Regions from separate parts of the Mus musculus genome. Here region 1 is linked to region 2. The links are chromatin contacts, called in public promoter capture Hi-C maps. All regions are on one chromosome and are shown on one strand. The core of a region is the stretch at or near the end of the contact, and the rest is flanking DNA. Distances in the headings are between cores, read along the strand shown.

Region 1 (2,747 bases), core at 226-2,725, 1.2 Mb after region 2:
CAGCCATGTATAGTGAAGTATGTCTGGAACCTGCAAGGCAAGTTGGAGGAAATCCTGAGCTGTGCCACACGGCAAGACTCTTGCTGGACAAAAGCATGTGGAGTTGGGGGTGGCGCTGGGCAGGGAGCAAAAAATGCAAAGAAACAAACAATAGCAACGGAATCCCGTGCCACGGGACAGTACCTCAGTGTTTAGGAGTCACAGACCCTGAGAAAGCTAAGAGTCCTCTGTGCAGCAAATAAGTGGAAGCTGGCCCTCAGCTTCAGGAGTGCACAGACACAGGGTAAGAGCTCCCGATGCCAGCCCACCAGCTGGCCACGAGCCTGCTCAAGGTGCTAACAGGCCAGAGTGGACAGAGATGATGGTATCGTCTGGGTTTTCTGATCCCATCCCATGGGGCCCATGGGTTCAGCTCATTCTCCGATATTGGCTGTGAGGTTGAGGCCGTTCATTGTCTTTCATTAAACTTTGAAAGGGTGGGGTCTAAGCGGTTCAGCCAAACCTCCAGGACACCGACCTGCACGATGCTCAAAGTCCCCGCTACAGAACCACAGCAGCTTGCCTCTGGTAAGGAAGAGGCAGCCTTGCCCTACGTCAGCCATGTTACCACGGAGCCCTGCAGATGGAGCAAGCAAAGGATGGAGACACAAGGGGACCCTCTGGTGCTTTACATTAAAAGGAGGGGGCAAAGTAGCTTAGGGAGGAGAAGCCTCTGGACCCCAAGATTTATATAGGGCAATAGGGAAGCAGGAACGCAGACTCTAGACAGCTGAATTTCTAGGGTCATGTCCATCCCGAGGCTATGGTTCTCAGATGGGCCATCCCCACCGCCCACCCCCACGTGGTGGTAATCTCAGATGGTTAAGGAGCTAGAAGGGAAGCCAGCCTATGGGATCAACATGTGCAAATATCATCACCATTGCTCTCTGACCCATCCATTATCACCAACCTCCTTTGGAAAGAGTTCGGTCTCTGTCCTCCCTGCCTGCCAGTCAAACCTGAAAAGGTCTGGTTTCAAATTTGATATGAACCACATATATGAGGTGGTATGGACGTACAACAGGGGTTGGTTATTAACAAGCTACCTATGTAACTAGAGTCCCACAAGGCCTCAGAGGGTCCCAGATACCATCCAGGTGATAAGTGTACTCAGATGTTGGTTGACACAAAGCGTGTGATGGCATAACGAACCATTGTGTGTGAGGGAAGCAGATTAATTTAGGAAGCAGAAGTGAAACCGTCTCTAAAGTCAGTAGTCACAAAGCTAAAAGCCCACTTCTTTGCCTTCCCCAGCTCCGACGAGCCCACTTTACAGAGCAGGCTTTCAGTCTTTTCTCAAGTGTATCGCAGTCCTACAGAAGGAAAGCACTTGCCCAAATGTTGAGACCGAATTTCAGGCCAGAATTGCTCAATGCTGGCTTGGCTGGGGACAAATGCTTCCGAAATAAAGAGCTGGAGGAGTTTCACAGGCCAGGCAGGCTGGCTGGGCAGAGGAGGTGGCCTGAGGCTCTCTGTGTCCTAGGCTCTCCTCCCTTCCACTCAACCCCAGCTGTGAAAGGAAGAGAGAGGTCCAAAAGCTAAGGCCAGAAGCCAGAGCTCAGTGGGTCTTTAGAAGAGGGGAGAGTCAGGAAGCTGTGTCAGACTGCCTGGGCCCACTCACACCAGGAACAAACGGCTAATAAATCAGGCCTGCTAAGTCACTGAGGCAAGGAGTGAAAGGCCATCCCATAGGCTGGCTCTCCTTCTAGCTCATTAACCATCTGAGATTACCACCAAATGGGCAGGGGGGTGGCCTCTGAGCTGAAAATTAAATTAGCCTAGCTATAAACCAGACAGTGGATTTGTCTGTTGAGTCAGTGATGGGAAGGGGGGGGGGACCCCAGCCACTGGCTAGGTCTCTATAATTTCTTATCCCCTGACCCAGCCTCTCCTTTGGTGGTCAGATAAAAGGGCACAGCAACACAGTTTACACTGTGCAAAAGAATGAAGAGGGTGTTTTGTTGTTGCTGCTGTGTTTTGAGATAGAGGTTGTACTAAGTAGCCTCAAGCCGAGATCCTCCTGCTTGCTTGCCAAGTGCTGGGAGTTTAGGTGTGCACTACACCGTCTTTGCTAGAGTTGACCATCTTAATGACGTTTGGCAACTGAGGCCTGAGGTTGATGGCTCATGCCTACAGTATACTTGGCTAGCATGTACAAGGACCCGGGTTCAATGCTCAGGAAGAAGTTTGACATTGAGGGAAACAAAAATGAAATGTGTTGAGATCAGAAAGAAAGAAAGAAAGAAAGAAAGAAAGAAAGAAAGAAAGAAAGAAAGAAAGAAAGAAAGAAAGAGAGAAAGAAAGAAAGAGAGAAAGAAAGAAAGAGAGAAAGAAAGAAAGAACCAACCAAAAGGGTGGGGTTGGTTGGAAATAAGGAGCCAATGAGGATAGAATCGGCCATATAGCCCTCATCCCTGGCCCCTGGAACGGGGAGGGGGTTGACCACATCCTCAGACAGATGGCTACCTACAGGCCCACCCATTGACTGCCGAATGGGTACCCTGGCTCCAGCATCCCCCTCTTCAGCACCCAGGAATGCTGTGTGGAGAGTCTGCAGCTGCTCCAGCTGCAGGTCTCTCTTGGAAGTAGAATTTCTAATTACAGGGCTTTCCTTTAATGACAGACTCCACCCCAACAACCAGCAGTCACTTTGAGGATGTATACCCTCTCCCTCATCATGAAGGCGCTCTAGCAATGGCCTTTGATTC
Region 2 (2,819 bases), core at 302-2,801:
GCTCGGAGAGGAGTTTGAGCCAGAACAGCCGAGTTAAACCACCCAACCGAGTTCAAAAGGAACAATGCCAGCTATTGCCACTGCTCTTGGTTGCTTCCAAGAACTTGACAGCGAGACCCTAGTGCTGAAAACACCATACATTTTGATTATTAGAACATGGAAAAATCAGGTCACCATAGATAGCAAAAAGGTCACCAGATGTCAACAATATCCACTCCAAGTCTTCTGGGGGTGAAAACCAGGTTTTTATTTCCTGCATTGAGGAGGTGCTCGGGTGTGTTTAGCATTCCTGGCTCCCTAGTGCTCAGTGGTTACACGGGCCTTTGTCCCCCCAACAGAGAGCACTTTCTTTTACACATAATAACTTTTATTGGGGTGGCCCCATTTTTTATAGGTCAAAAAATGTGGCTCTGGTCTCAGTTGAAGGAGTGTGGGTGAGGCAGAGAAGCTTCGAGATTCCAGAACAGTAGATGCCCCCCAGACAACGCAGCAGGCAGGAACCAGTAGACCCCGACTTACCAGGGGTCCAATTGCAAACATCCCAGCAGCCATCTCTGCTTCTGCTTTCTGAAAGGGTGGCTGTCCTGCCGAGAGGAATGTAGGGAAGAGTGGTAAACCGTGCAAACCAGTCCTGCCTTAGAAACTTCAGACTCACCACGCAGGAACCCTGAGACAGGGCTCCCATGAGGGAACACAGGGATGAGCCCCATGAAACACAGGGAAGACCCCTGCAACATCAGTGAGATCCAACTTGTCTCTCCCCCCCGCCCCCGGAGATCTAGGGTTCATAAGATTATTAAATGTAGTCACAGCTGGTTGGTCTGACATTGCACAAGCAACTTTAAAAACACATTCTCATTTAATCTTTACACTAATCTGATGGGCATTATTATTCCAATACACAAAATTTAAAAAGTTCTCTAAAGCTGTCTCAAAGAACAAAAGTGGCCAGTGCTAACCACCCTTGCAGCATCTTATCCCTTTAACCAAGACACAAGCCACACAGCTAGACACAGTGTTTAGCCTGTTTGTGACCTGAAGTTTCCAGAAAGAAAAAAGAAAAAAAAAAAAAAAAAAAGACACACCTGTGTTAAAGATTGTACAAACAAGGCGGATCGATTAATAATAAACTTTAGTGATTCTGGAGAACTGGAATGTTGTAGCTCTGCACCCTTTCTTCGTCTACCTGAGTTTGACTTAACATCTACTCTATGAGTATTAGGTAAATTCTTTTAGAAACTACAAGAGTTTCTTCCATCTACTGCACAATTATCAACAGACTTAAGGAGAAACCTCACTTGTGGTTCCCGTATCAGTGCATTTAAAAGTAAAGAAGGAAGGGTGCACGCTCTGGCAGCGCTTACAGCACCCTGGACCAGTCCAGCATGTCCCAACCAATGCACATTATTCTATTCCACGATCGTGCCAGGGAATGACAAATGGCTTAAAAAGGGATCATTTGAAATGGCTTAAAATCAGCCAGCCAGTGCAAGCTGCCCGGTGAAGGAATGCAGCTCAGCTCTCAGGCTAAGCCATCTCCGGTGAGGCTGGCCTTGGATTGTCCACCCTCCTCTCTGACGCGGTCCGCTGCTCCGGCCCGGGTAGGGCTGAGGTCTTGGTGACGCTGCAGCTCTGAAGCTCCGCTCCACCAGAGGGCGCAGGGGAGACCTACAGCATCCCGCCTCTGTGGCCCAGGCCGCTCTCCTCAGGGATGGGAGGGTCCGATAGGCTAGGTCCGGATCGGCCAGGCCGTGCACTCACGAAGGGAAAGCGCACCCCCGTCTGCACCCGGGCAGAAGTACCTGGCGGCCGCTGTGTGCCCGGCAGAGGGCGCTCGGTGAGCACGGAACCGCGCCGCAAGGCGGCCAACGTTAACCTTCATTCAGAGACTCTTCATTTAACCTTCCTCGCGATTAAGAACAGTTTACTGATTATCAACCTTCCGCGCAATCTAAGAAATACAATCACATTGGAATGTTTGTGTCTAGAGGCCACGGCCGTGTCACTCTCTAGCACTAGGAACCTTTGGCAAGATCTTTTCTAAGGTCACCTCTGTGTTGCTAAAGAAAGGCACCCAGAGAGCAGAGAGGCCACCTATAAAGTCTCAGAAGCCAGGAGAGTTGGTGAATGTCCACACTTTGCTTGGCTTTGAATTTCTTGATTGGAAAACTGGCGATATCTATCTACACTATCATTTTTGGTTCTTTAACTTTCCTGACAGGGATGAAAATATGCTAAAGGGGTCTGGTGCCAGCCAGTGGGGAAACTTAGGTCCGGGAAAGAGATTTCACACAGTTCTGACATCATACCGGTCCATCTTCTTTCTACAAGAGACTGGATCTTTGATGATGGACAGGTTCACACTTTGACCAGTCTGGAAGTGTATCCTGGGACTCAGGAACCCAGGAGCCACACTGCTCAGAGGGGAGAAGGTTATCCCGATGGAAGAGCATCCCGAGACACCCGGCCCAGGAACCACACAGCTCTGAGAGGAAGTCTCCTCAGCAGAGGCATTGCAGCTCCCAGGAGAGGGTCTCCCCAGCTGAGCCGAGTTGCTCACGAGGCTCACTCAGCCTTGCTCCCCTTTTCTCATTCTTCCCTTCTCTTCATTGCTTCTTGGCTGCTTCTGATAAGAGAGTCCCACCAGACAGCAAATCTCAGGAAAGAGATCTAGTGGAAGGATGAATCCAGGGAGACGAGGGACAAATCCAGGGGTGGCTGCCACTGCTCCCAGGAGTGGACAGCAAGAAGTTGAACCAAGAGCAGGGTTTACACAGCTAGGGGCGGAGCTTTTGGGGGGCGGGAGGAGAACCCCCACA

What was found. Promoter capture Hi-C pulls out the DNA fragments that hold promoters and counts their contacts.
Region 1: a promoter capture Hi-C map of pre-B cells shows a contact between it and region 2, with 7 times the contacts expected there. The contact joins the enhancer-like site here to the promoter of Zfp286os in region 2. A contact is called at or near these places in 6 of 39 promoter capture datasets (the 3T3-L1 cell line, cranial neural crest, frontonasal cranial neural crest and 3 more) and 6 of 484 Hi-C or Micro-C datasets (B cells, cerebral cortex, cortical neurons and 3 more).

Annotation. Positions count from the first base shown.
Region 1 is chr11:63,905,431-63,908,177 of GRCm38.p6, forward strand. All of the region lies in intron 1 of Hs3st3b1 (heparan sulfate (glucosamine) 3-O-sulfotransferase 3B1), which reads right to left. Among named protein-coding and RNA genes, the nearest start is that of Hs3st3b1, 15 kb to the right of the region's middle. Within about 2 kb of position 1,476, at least 92 of the 459 cell types and tissues checked have an H3K27ac peak or open chromatin away from gene starts, as enhancers often do. A contact at or near this core is called in B cells, pre-B cells and pro-B cells, where this site is marked.
Region 2 is chr11:62,755,269-62,758,087 of GRCm38.p6, forward strand. Zfp286os (a long non-coding RNA gene) reads left to right here and starts at 1,552. Exons shown (of 3, transcript XR_879919.3): 1 at 1,552-1,837. It also overlaps a transcript of Zfp286 not described here.